Linked DNA regions of Mus musculus: region 2 is linked to region 1. A link is a contact called in public Hi-C data. All regions are on one chromosome and are shown on one strand. The core of a region is the stretch at or near the end of the contact, and the rest is flanking DNA. Distances in the headings are between cores, read along the strand shown. Region 1 overlaps Gm36134 (a long non-coding RNA gene). Region 2 overlaps Gm36574 (a long non-coding RNA gene).

Region 1 (2,647 bases), core at 58-2,557:
AAGCCAGGGCTTGTAAGGCCACCACAGCCAGCATTGAGTCAACACCCTTCCAGACTGATTTCAAAGTAAGGTGTGACTGGAGGGGACATGCTCAGCTCTTCCAAGCATTTTCCCTGAAGTCATCCTACACCTAGATTAAGGGAGTTAACGCTGCACTGTCCCCACACAAAGAGCATCTGTCACAGGGCTCCTCTCTGCCACCAGCCTCCCTGCTCCACCTTCACTACTCTTCTAATATGGCACAGAGGAAGGTAACAAAGGTCCCAGAACCAACTTGGGGCTGCTATCTCACGAGGCCCAAAGAGCTGTCCATCTGTTTGGAATGTGAGAGTTCTCAGCACAAGAGGTAATTCCAAAGGAGTGATGTCCGGTTTGGATACTCAGCCAGGTGTATCAGTAGCCCACATCAACTCAGAACTTCTCGGCCACCAGTCCTGACACCTTGCCCAGACTCCCTTCCATTGGACGAGACATGAAGACCTCGTGTGTATTAAGGATAGCACTGCATTGTAACCACCTCAAAGTCTCTGTACAAGACACTGAAGCCTGAGGCAGGCATAGCACCAAAGGTCTCCTGACTGGTCTCTCCACAGATCACACACTTGTCACAGTTCAGCCCCCAGCCCTGGTCTCTCTGAACAGCCTGCTGCAGGGGCGGTAGCCAAGAAAACCCTCACCCTCGGAGGCAACAGCAAGAACAAGACTGACTAGATGGGCCTGTGTTCGAATTCTGATGCTCTTCTTTTGGCTGCCATTTCTGAAGCTAGTTTCTCTCAGTGTGAAATAGGTATGCTAACACAACCCATGCAGGCTGGGAAGATTCACTGAAGAGTCCCAGCCAGGCGTCAGCATAAAGCGGGCTAGTCTCCTCAGGACCCTTCTCTTGAAAAAAATCTCTTCCTCCTGGGCTTGACTCAAGCCCAGCAACCAAGTCTCTGGCTGGACAGGGTCCTGAACTTGTCATTTTTGCCAAATAGAGGATGGCTGTGATGTGCCCAGAGCTCTGAAAGGGTCCTTGGAACCAATAGTGGGGCACAGCCGAGCAAGCGGGAGGGCTGTTCTTCCACCCATCTGCTCCCAAACCCCTCCCACCAGGGATGGCGCTCCGCCCCTCCCCCAGCTCCCAGCACAGATGGCAGGAAGGAAATGCCAAGGCAGGGACAGGGAGGGGCCACTCAGCCCCCAGCGGCAGCAGCCCCTGCCAAGCTTCCCACAGGAACAAGAAAGGAGCCCCTCCCTCACCCATGGCATTGCCCCTCTGAGAGCCACAGCCCACTGATGCCCTGGTGCCTTGCATCCTGTTGCTATGGTAACCAGGACGGGGCTGACGTGCCGACAGGCAGTCCAGGAGCCGCTGCCACATGCATCACTTGAACTTGATGTGACAGACACTGGCAGGCAGCCTGCACAGGGGTGGAGGGAGGTGGTGCCCCGTGGGCAAAGGGATCCAGACCAGACAGGGGAAAGCTCACATGGAAGCCTGCCAGGCAGGATGTGTTTAGGGTCCTCTGAAACCTGCAAGGCCCTAGAGACCCCACCCATGGCCTGTTGTGGGTCCTCTCCAGCTTCCATTCCCCCACCCTTTGTAACTTGGAGGAATGGGCTGGGTAGGAAAGAAGAAATAAAATAGCACGGGCTTATTTTGTGACTGAAGTATTACACAGATATGGCTATTGTGGATAGCCAGCCTCTGTCCTGGCTTCCGCTCCTTCCTGCCATCTGCCAGCCCTCACTTTCTGTTCTGCAGAATGGGGCTATAATGCTGTCTTTGCCGTTGGATTCGACTGTCCACTCACTTGTGTAATAAAAATTCCCCAGGCTGGTGATGAGGCTCAGTTAATATAATGCATACCTAGCATGTGCAGAGCTTGGTATCACATATGCCAGACATGGTGGTGTATGATCGTAATTCCGAATTGCTGAGATAGAGGCAGGAAGATCAGGAGCTCGGGTCATCCCTGACTATGTAATGAATTAGCCTGGGTTACATGAAATCTTGTCTCAAAAAAAATTAATATTATTTATTATTATTTTGTTACCTAAGCCCTTTTTTCACAAGTATTATGTTAGGTGCTAGAGACACAGTGAGCAAGACTGACCTGTTTCCTACCCTCCTTGAGCTGATATTCTAATGGGAGGGGCAGACTCTAAGCAAAGATGACAGGATCTGGTGACACTGGGACAATAGAGAGACCAGGAGTTAGAACATCTGGACAGAGGCTGAAGTTAGGAAAGATGCTGAGACCGCAGCATCTCAACTTCAAACTCACTGAAGAGCTGGAGACTCTTGGAGTCAGGTTCCCAGGTAAAAGATAACTGTGCTGAGGAGGGAGGAAGTGGGGAGGCGAAGCACCTCTGCAGGGGAGAGCACCATGGTGGGGGGCTGCCCAGCACCACATGGCCCCACTGCTTCATTCACAGTATGACAAGAAGCTAAGAACAGAGGCAATGTGGTCTGACCTCCATTGCACGCTGTTTGCACCGGAGACTGCACCCAGAGACAGGCTGGAGGCTGTTGAGTAGAGGCCAGGGGCAGAGCAAGGATGAATGTGGTGTGAGTCTGGGGGCAAGTGAACGAGACAGAGGGAAGGAATCAGATTCAAAGATCATTCATGGAGCTAGAATCACTTGGGCTCACGCATGGTCT
Region 2 (2,647 bases), core at 73-2,572, 130 kb after region 1:
GAACACTCACAGTTGCACAATGTGGTCCTCTGAGACTCATCTTCAGAGAGCACAGAAGTTCATCTGTGGTTGACAGCAAGCTATGAGTTACTCTACAGAGAGGACAGTAGAGTAGCTAGCACATGGCTGACTGAAGAGAAGCGGCTACTCTTTCCTTTCCCCTCACATCTTTTTCCTCTAGCACTGTTCTCTGAATTTCTTCAGTGGCAACTGTTTCCTTCCTTAGGGTTTGATTTTGGAAGAATCCCAAGGTCAGAGGGTCAGAGGGTTAGCAATGGAACCAAAGAGGGACACCTGCAGGGACACAGAGGGGAGGGCTTCTTTCCTGTTGGCCCATGCAAGCCTTACATGGCTTCCTCTGCAGAGGTAGGTTTGCATCTCCCTAAATAGGTGGTCATTGTGGAAGTTCAGAGAGGAGGACTCTGGCTTCTGCGGCAGCCTGTCATCTGTGCCAAGCCAGATGTCATAAACAGGATGACACAGCACCTATTCCACACCCCCATCCCTCTTAAGTGAGTGAAGCAGAGCCCTGCCTGCCTTCTGCTGCTTGCTGATGGACATAGGGGAGTTTCAAGGACAACTCAGAAGGTTCAAACTAGACAGTGACCTTGGCAGTATCTAGCCCAACTCCCTCCTTCCGCACTCTCCCTTATCTATAAGGAGAAGAAAGCCAGAGGGAGCAAGCACCACCCAAAGTCTCCTGACCCTCACCCCGTGTCCTAAAACTGCCCTGAGACACAGCTCTGCCTAAGAGGAGCTAACAACTCCTCTCCTAGGATTTCCTGAGAATAGCTACAGCTGTGAAGGAAAGAGAGTAAGCCTAAGAAGAGATGTAGGGTGGAGGGAAGGCTGCCAGCTAAGAGAAATGGACAAATCAAGGGATGCTACCCCACACTTTGAGCTCAAGGCCCTCCCTGCTATGGAGCCCTTCCTCAGCAGAGGCCAGCTAGACAGCCACTGTGTCTTTGGCTCCCCAGGTGACCAGGCAAGCACATCTGTCTTCAGCATCTTCATCTATGAGCGAGAATAAGTACTGTCTCATATCTATCCCAAGACATTCACCTTGCCTGTAAGGGCTATAGCCCACAGCAGAACCTGATAGCCATAGTGACAGAGGTGCTCTGTGCCACCAACTCCCTCAGGGCCCAGGGCAGGTGCAGAAAGGGTCTCTAGCTTAGGGTTTTTGCCTCAGTCTCCCATTAGATCCACTCTCTGGATCATCTTTGCCCCTCCATTTCCCCCAAATCTTCTAGCCTCCTTTAGCAGTTGCTCATGGGAGACTGAGCCTAGGAAGGTGCGCCACCTAGGGGCCCTTGGCTTCCACTGTAGCATGAAGGTACAAGGAAGGAAGTAGCAGGCAGGGTTGGCTCCATCTGACTTCTGGGCAGTTAAGAAAATTCAAAACGGGGAAAGTGGAAAATCAGACAGCAACAACACGACATAATCCAGACCAGATCTCAGGCCTTCTGATCTAGCAAGCTCTTCTTTTTGTCTCCGTGTTCCAAGGACATCTGGGTAGAGGGACATTCACCCATTAAAGTAAGAGTAAACGATACTCTTTGGTGGCACAGAAGTCCTTTTAAATCACTGGGAAATGTTCTCTGCTTGTTTCCATGAAGATTTGGAGTGGACTGGAGTAAGCTGTGGGTGGGAAAGGCCTGATGGAAACCGCAGGGGACAAACCAGGGCCTGGCTTCATCAAGGACTTGGCTGTGTGACTCCAGTTGCTGACCAGGAGAAAGTTCCAGAAAAGTAGCAAAGTGGGATCAACTTCCTTCTGTGTTCTGAATAAAATTTGAAAGCAAGCATGTGACTCACTTTCAAGCAACCACTGGGGCCATCTGCCCCTCCCCCACCAGTCTAGGACAAGAGCCAAAGTTCTTGCCTCCCTCCCTCCCCTTCCCTCCTCTCCCCTCCCTGACCTTTATCTTTCCCACCCCCATCCTCCCTTCCCACCCACTGTCCCTCATCTATACCCCCAACTGCTACCGGCCACCTCACCACTCTTCTGGACCCTAGGGGTAGTTTTTGCTTTGGCCTCTGCCTGCAGTACCTTCTGTGCAACCCTCCCTCCGATTGCCTTCAGGGTTTTAATTAAATGTCACCTTCTGGAGAGAGGTCTTCCCTACCTGAAGCTCAGCACCTGCCCGGCTTTCTCAGCCTTAGCATTGTTCTGAATGTACTTTTGTCTCCGTCCTGCCTGCATTCAGTCTGCCCGTTGCTGAGTTCTGAGCACAGAGTAACTCTCATTAAGTGTGTGGATGACTATTCAAGTAGTCATTCTAAAAAGAAAGTAAAAACAGAACGCTGACCTACCCCACAGACTGCCCTTGGAAACTCAGAAAACAGTTAACATGCAAATGCTTCATTTGAGAAACCCCTGCCTTTGAGCATTCACTGGTCCCTTGGGCACTAGGAGACAAGGGAAGGCATGGCAGTGCCCCTCACCCCTGTAGATAATGAAGTGGAAGCATCGCCCGCAGGCTCAAGGGCTGGAGGGGGGCCCACAGCTGGTCCGGGTATTGCTAAGAGCCCAGTCTGTAGGCTCAGCCGCTGCAGAGCCATCTCCTTCCCACGCTGCAGCTTCTGTGGAGTGGGGGACCTGGAAGCACTTACGCCAAAGCACTCTGCTGAAGTATTGTTCTTC

What was found. Hi-C and Micro-C count contacts between places; a contact is called where the count stands out from the background.
Region 2: a contact with region 1 is called in a Hi-C map of cerebral cortex, with 2.5 times the contacts expected there. The contact joins two enhancer-like sites. A contact is called at or near these places in 6 of 15 datasets of contacts at CTCF or cohesin (the NIH/3T3 cell line, embryonic stem cells, large pre-B cells and 2 more), 40 of 484 Hi-C or Micro-C datasets (B cells, the BV-2 cell line, CD4 T cells and 27 more), 13 of 115 datasets of contacts at active chromatin or transcription factors (the 230-238 cell line, the NIH/3T3 cell line, SST interneurons and 10 more) and 1 of 9 other capture datasets (embryonic stem cells).

Annotation. Positions count from the first base shown.
Region 1 is chr4:120,241,789-120,244,435 of GRCm38.p6, forward strand. The region is part of intron 1 of Gm36134 (a long non-coding RNA gene); the gene reads right to left. Among named protein-coding and RNA genes, the nearest start is that of Gm36134, 19 kb to the right of the region's middle. Within about 2 kb of position 1,308, at least 67 of the 459 cell types and tissues checked have an H3K27ac peak or open chromatin away from gene starts, as enhancers often do. A contact at or near this core is called in cerebral cortex, cortical neurons and neural progenitor cells, where this site is marked.
Region 2 is chr4:120,367,554-120,370,200 of GRCm38.p6, forward strand. All of the region lies in intron 3 of Gm36574 (a long non-coding RNA gene), which reads right to left. Among named protein-coding and RNA genes, the nearest start is that of Gm36574, 28 kb to the right of the region's middle. Within about 2 kb of position 1,323, at least 72 of the 459 cell types and tissues checked have an H3K27ac peak or open chromatin away from gene starts, as enhancers often do. A contact at or near this core is called in cerebral cortex, cortical neurons and neural progenitor cells, where this site is marked.